2 separate regions of the Zea mays genome follow, and region 1 is linked to region 2. Evidence: chromatin contacts called from public Hi-C data. All regions are on one chromosome and are shown on one strand. Each heading gives the region's core, a stretch centred on a gene start, on an enhancer-like site or on the middle of the called end of the contact. The rest is flanking DNA. Distances are from core to core; before and after follow the strand shown. Region 1 holds the start of LOC100280148. Region 2 holds the start of LOC103652462 (protein MON2 homolog).

Evidence for each region. A called contact is a pair of places that touch in the nucleus more often than the background predicts.
Region 1: a contact with region 2 is called in a Hi-C map of leaf, with 7 times the contacts expected there. The contact joins the promoter of LOC100280148 here to the promoter of LOC103652462 in region 2. A contact is called at or near these places in 11 of 25 Hi-C or Micro-C datasets (bundle sheath, ear, endosperm and 4 more).

The regions. Positions count from the first base shown.
Region 1 is chr3:197,867,990-197,871,026 of Zm-B73-REFERENCE-NAM-5.0, forward strand. LOC100280148 reads right to left here and starts at 1,736. Exons shown (of 11, transcript NM_001153080.2): 1 at 1,548-1,736; 2 at 150-439. The coding sequence starts at 420. It overlaps LOC100383324, which reads right to left. Exons shown (of 5, transcript NM_001175982.2): 5 at 2,051-3,037. The coding sequence ends at 2,507.
Region 2 is chr3:197,571,811-197,574,860 of Zm-B73-REFERENCE-NAM-5.0, forward strand. LOC103652462 (protein MON2 homolog) reads right to left here and starts at 1,418. Exons shown (of 44, transcript XM_020550458.3): 1 at 1,048-1,418. The coding sequence starts at 1,152.

The DNA.
Region 1 (3,037 bases), core at 486-2,985, 300 kb after region 2:
AGGACAATGCCACAGTGGCAGCCTTTTATAGAAGAATACAACAGTGATAACTATAGCTGTGGAGTGCCATAGGCTTCATTTGTTTTTATCACCCAAAAAACAAGCCATGTGAAAGACGGCAAATGATTCTGGGTTTATATAGAACTTACCTATAAAGTACTGTTTCATGACATTTGCAGATGCAACCTGGCGTTCTATCTGTGTCATTTGGCCAATTTTTTCAGCAAGGGTCATCCTACCGATAAGATCCCTGATTCTAGAGTTAATAGGTTGCTTTGGATCCTTGTACTTCATGTACTCTGCATCTGCCATCGAAACAAAACATAGCAGTAGAAGGAATGGCCAGGAAATATTGGAGTATCTCATGTCTGAAAATTTCTTTGAAATAGTCTGGCCTAATGGTCTTGATCCCCGAACCATGAACAGAATTCAAGAGGCCCTAAATGAATCATTAGAGATTAGATAATTCAAAATCAGCATGCATATCAGAAAGGAAGTGCAAGTGTATGAACAAAGAAAATGGTTTTCTTTCGAAGGACACAACAAATGAGCTTCAAGACGTGATCTAATTAAGTTGTAACCCACGTCCCCCGCTGATCTTCTACAAGAAACGAAGCACACCTTAACATGTAGCAAAACACATGATGGCATTATCTTCTTGAGGGAAAATTATTGTTACCCCTTACTTGCTAAGTCACTCGTAAAAGAAGGGTTTCACACTGAGAATGTGTTCACAGATCAAAGTTTCAGCATCTCTATCAGTGTCCACAGAAGTGCAGTTTTCAGATACGTATCACTACAGTGAAATACGTACATTGGACACGGCTAAATGAGAACCATTTCCCAGCAGGTAAAGAATAGAAGAATTTGACAGCATACGGCGAGTACCGCGTCACTAATCATCAGCAAGGATAAAAAAGAAACTAGACTGATGGTGCTACTCAGGCATTGTTTGGAAGCACCCAGTTTTTAACAAACTGTTTATAAAAATTGATGTAGTTCCAAACATACCAGTTTATGACTCAGTTTATAGATATTAGATTCTTAGTTTATTAAAAACCAAGAAGCTGGCTTCTCCTATCTAAAAGATAAAAATTGGTTTTTTTAAATCTGGGTTGCTTCCAAACAGGGCCTCAGTCGTGTTGTCAACGAAAAATATGATATATTAACATGGTAACGAAGTCAACATGTCTCAGTAGATCTTATAGCTTATTCGATTGGCTTTAATCCATACATGTTTCTATAGATCTTATAGCCTATTCGATTGGCTTTAATCCATACCTGTTTCTATAGTGTTTACAGCTGGAAGCGAACAACCCATTAGTTATAAAATACTGGCCGCCAAATTAGCCGACAGCGGGACACTATAGTGGCATCCCCCGATTTCCCTGGAAATCCTAATGCGAGGCTGAAAAAGAAACAGCAACGCGGAAACCTCTTCCCAAGAAGCACACGAGCTGGTCTAAACGGAGAGCTCCCTGAGAGCAGCAGGAGGAGGAGGCAGCAGACGCTGCTGGTAGCTAGCTTAGTAGCAAGCCGGGACTTACAGCGGAGCAGCGGCAGAGGGAGAGGGTGAGCTCTGAGCTCACTCTGCAGCCGATTGCGTGCTGGAGCCGAGCTCAATTGGCGTCCCTGGCGCGCACATGCACGCACCGGCGAGGCCGGAAGTGGGAGCGGCGGTGCGAGGTGTCGTGATCTGTAGGCGAGCGCGGTGCTTTCGGAAGGAACATTCGGGGGCACGCGCTGAAAGAGGGCAGGCAGATGGAAACAGCATTTGTTGCACTTGCACACGGTACGAAACGACGTTTGGCATTCAACTGGAAAGCATTTCACAAGACAATTTACGCGAATGGGTGAACGCTCCAATTCGGTCCTCTCTATACATTCGACGCAGAGGTCTTGCTGAGGAAGTGTGCTGGGAAGAGTTGAACAAATCGCAATTCGCAGAACAAAACGAACAGCATGCCGACCGCATCCAGCAGATGCTCAAACTCGGGCGCATATCAACATACAGAAGCATTCCGAAAGACAACAAGCTCAAGTAGGAAGTATGAAAAAAGTCTGATCATGATAAATGTTGCGGATGGTCCATCCAGAGTTCAAGTCCTCTACTATAGGAGTGTAACTCAAGACTTCCGCACATAGTCAAACAAGTACAGCTTAATCTAGATACAATAGGAGTCACACAAGTCTCCGCATTAGGGACACTAATCGTAGTCCAGCGCAAGGCAGTCTTGTTACACTAGATTTTAGTACATCACGGGCAATGCTCAGCATCACAAGCTATATAATCATCACAAAGCATCCATCCTTTTGTCTGCTTTTATCTTCCTAAGTGGCAGTCCGGATTACGGCAACAGAAATCCCTGCATTTTCCCGGTGTGAGCAATCCCAGAGATATTATTTTGAAACCCAAATCCAGTAAACTTATAACGTGGGGTTCAGAGATATTATTTGCATAAGATATTTAGTTATTTATGGATGGTTTTGTCTCCCTGGGTTTGTCTCACCTTTGTTCCATGGAATAAGGTAGGCTGACAGCTACCCACTGATTATCGCTGATGGGAAGCACGGCCGCGCCTTCCGGGATAACCATATCAGTGTGGCGAGGGTAGACTTGGATTCTGTTGGTTGACATGTAGCAACCGCATCTGTCATTGCTGACAGGCATGGTTGCTGTTGGCACGCTTATTAGAGTAGGAGTAATGGTTGGGGATATGGGGGCTGAGTGGCCATTCACAGCAGGTGTGTTCTCTAGAGATGAGCTCATGCCTGGCTTTGGAATGAGCGGTTCATCAACTTGCAGAGATGAGTGGATCACTTCAGCTTCTGTGATTGGCTCTGCAAAGTGCAGTTTGTCAACTTTCAGAGACGAATTCACAACTTTAACATCCATGCTTCGCTCTGGAAGGGGCAGTTTGTCAACTTCAAGAGTTGAGTCCATTACTTCGATATCCATGCTTGGCCCTGGAAGTGGCAGTTTGTCAACTTCTGTAGATGAATATATTGCTTCAACTTCTGTGCTTGGCTCTGCAAG
Region 2 (3,050 bases), core at 168-2,667:
CAAAATCGGTACAACCAAATTCACAAAATCGGTTCCAAGCATCTGAGCAAAAGCAATATAACCCCCGACTCAGTGGCGGAGCTACATGGTATGCCGTATATGCCACGGCATACCCTGTGAGCGGATGTTCTCCCTCGGTCCCTCTGGTATGGCTGCGGGCGTCTGCTACCTGTGGCTTGCCGCTGAGCCTGCGTCCGGCCTGCTGCCTGTGGTCTGCTACCTGCGGTCTGCTGCCTGCCCGGCCTGCCCCTCCCAAGTTGGTGTGGCCACGGCAACCTTGTGGCCGGGCAGCTGACGGTAGAGGCCTCAAGGATTGTGTGCAGGGCGTAGCTTGGTGTGTTATCAATACATGTTGACATGTCACTGGACATAAACACTCGTGAGATCCACGTGACACTCATGAGATCTATAACATTTATGTTCCTTTGAAAGGCAGTCAACAAATAATGTGTAAATCTCTAATGCTCCTTTATGGTTGTATTTGAACTATCAATATGAATTTTAAACCATTTATATTGTATTTAATGGATGATTTAACTTAATCCTTGAATTTAGATGTTATTGCGTTACTTAGTGCATCAATAATGAATCACGATGCTTCTATAATTATTATATAATTAAAAAATAAATTTACCGAGTTTATGTATGAAAATTTTGAACGGCATACCCTTAGATAAAATCCTAGATCCGCCACTGCCCGACTTCCCCTCAAATGTCAAAGTCATTCATCGTTCTACACCACGTAGAGGATAGACTTGTCTAACCATTAATATAACTTAACCACAATGCACAAATTGCAGAGGTTCCAGCTGTCTATATCACTAATTCTAACACTCTGATATAGTGACATCGCACAATCGCATAAAAGACTAGAATATTGTCAACACTTCCAAATTTCAATTACCGGCCTAAACGTTGGTGTGCTACCCCGCCGCTAAATGGATCCGGAACTGGCGAGGGCGCTGAAGGAACGCGAAATGGGTGTCGGTATCATGATCACTGCTGAAGTGTGCGTACTGCGCACTGCTTTGGTAAGGAGAGGCGTACCTTGAGTATAGCGTGCTCGGCGGCGTCTTTGACAGCGGGGTGGCGGCGGCGTGCCTCAGCGGAGAGAGCGCGCAGATCGGCCTCCAGCGCCGCCATGAAGACCATCTCCTCCTCCGCCGGCCTGCTCCTCCTCAGGCGGAGGAAGCGATGGTGAGACCAGGGGTTAGGTTTTTGGCCTGCGCTCACGCGGGGATCGGAAGCGGGAGGGCGCGCGGCACGGGACAAGTGAGATCTGAGAAGAGACGGGGACCAGCCGACCAGGCAGGAGGGACAGACGATGTTTAGTTGCCTTCGCAGGAAGAAGGTCGCCCCGCCGTTCGTTCTGGATCTCGCGGTTAGCTGAGCATCTTGGTATAATAAAATAGCTCTCTTGTTATGATGTTTTTCTTTTTTGTCCTTTATCTATTGATTTTTTAAAATTTTAACTTTTTAAAACTATTTTTTAAAATAACATGAGACAGAGAAAATCAAAACTAATCTACTTAGTTAAGGTCATGCGTTTTTAAGAAACTGATTTATAAAAATTAATGTGGTTCCGAACATACCAGTTTATGATTTAGTTTATAAAAATTAGATTCTTAGTTTCATAAAAATCAAGAAGTTGACATCTCCTGGCTAAAAGATAAAAAACGGGTTTTCTTAAAACTGGGTTGCTTCTAAATATGGTCTAATTCAATTCGATCACGAGTTGACCAATTAGGTATCATTTGGTTCACAAAATATCAATAAGGTGTCGTTTAGTTCACGAAATGTAACGTAAATGGCAGCGGTAATGATTCACACTTAATTATCAGTGGTAACAAGTTTAAATATAACGGTATCAGTTTTTAGTGTGATATCTAATTACAGTTAGACTTAAACAAACATAGTTTAACGTTATCGGTTATCGTTTATGTTACAAATATGTGAACTAAACAGCACCTAACATGATTCCTTTGTCGCGCTACCGACTCAGGTGCGGCACTTGTCGTGCAATTTCATCTAGTGCGACAGGGGCAAGGAGCCACACGCAGGCCTCCATCAACTCAGCCTATTCAAAGCCCACGTCAACACGCCTTAGCGTTCCGCTACCCGTCGTTGGTAGTCGTGCCCACCTTCACCCCTCGTCCTCGTCCTCCCCCTCTTCCTCTATATGTGTCTCTATTCTCCTAACTTTACATTCGCCTCCCCATCTCAATGGCAAGACATTTTTGTTGTTGTTTGCAATATAATTTCTAGCTAAAATTAGTAGTCTTTATGTCATAGTTAGTTACTTAAGTTGTTTGCAGCAGACATGTATATGATCGTGCAAGACATCGTTTAGTACTGTAAAACACACGGTTTATAAACTGTAGTTTGAAATATGAGATAGGATAGGAAAAGCTGTTGGAGATAGCCTTGGGTGTGTTTGGTTCAGCTTTCTAAGCTAGATTCATTGTAAAAAATAGGATCCCAACCAAAAGGTTTCAGGACCTGAATAGATTTATATAGTCTATAAAATTCTCTGTTCAATCCAGAATCTCCTACCCCAAATGTTCGTATCATAGAAACTGCTCGCACTCTTTTGATATCTTCGTTTGTCCCCTTGCATTTTTTTGGTGTGAAACAGAATCTACCGTTGTCTACCTCATCAATAGACAACCATCATCAAAACTCTCTAGCAAAACTCTCGGTGAAGTTCTTTCTAGAACTCCACACTATGACTGTCTTTCGAATGTAGGTCTGGAAAAAAAGATCGAGGCTCGAGAGCTAGCTCGAGTTCGAGCGGCTCGCGAGCCGAGCCAAGCTAGGTTTCCGAGCTTGTTGGTGTAGCGATCAGAGCCGAGCCGGCCCAAGAGTTGTTCCAAATTAATCAACCTATACAATAATGATGGATATTAGATAAATTTATAGATATCTGACTCGTACCTTGGCCTTTGATGATGGATATATGACAATTTATAATTTAGATTACTTATAATGTTGAATGATGATTATATATTTCACATCTATATATTATTAAGTCACTATATAATGCAATATTA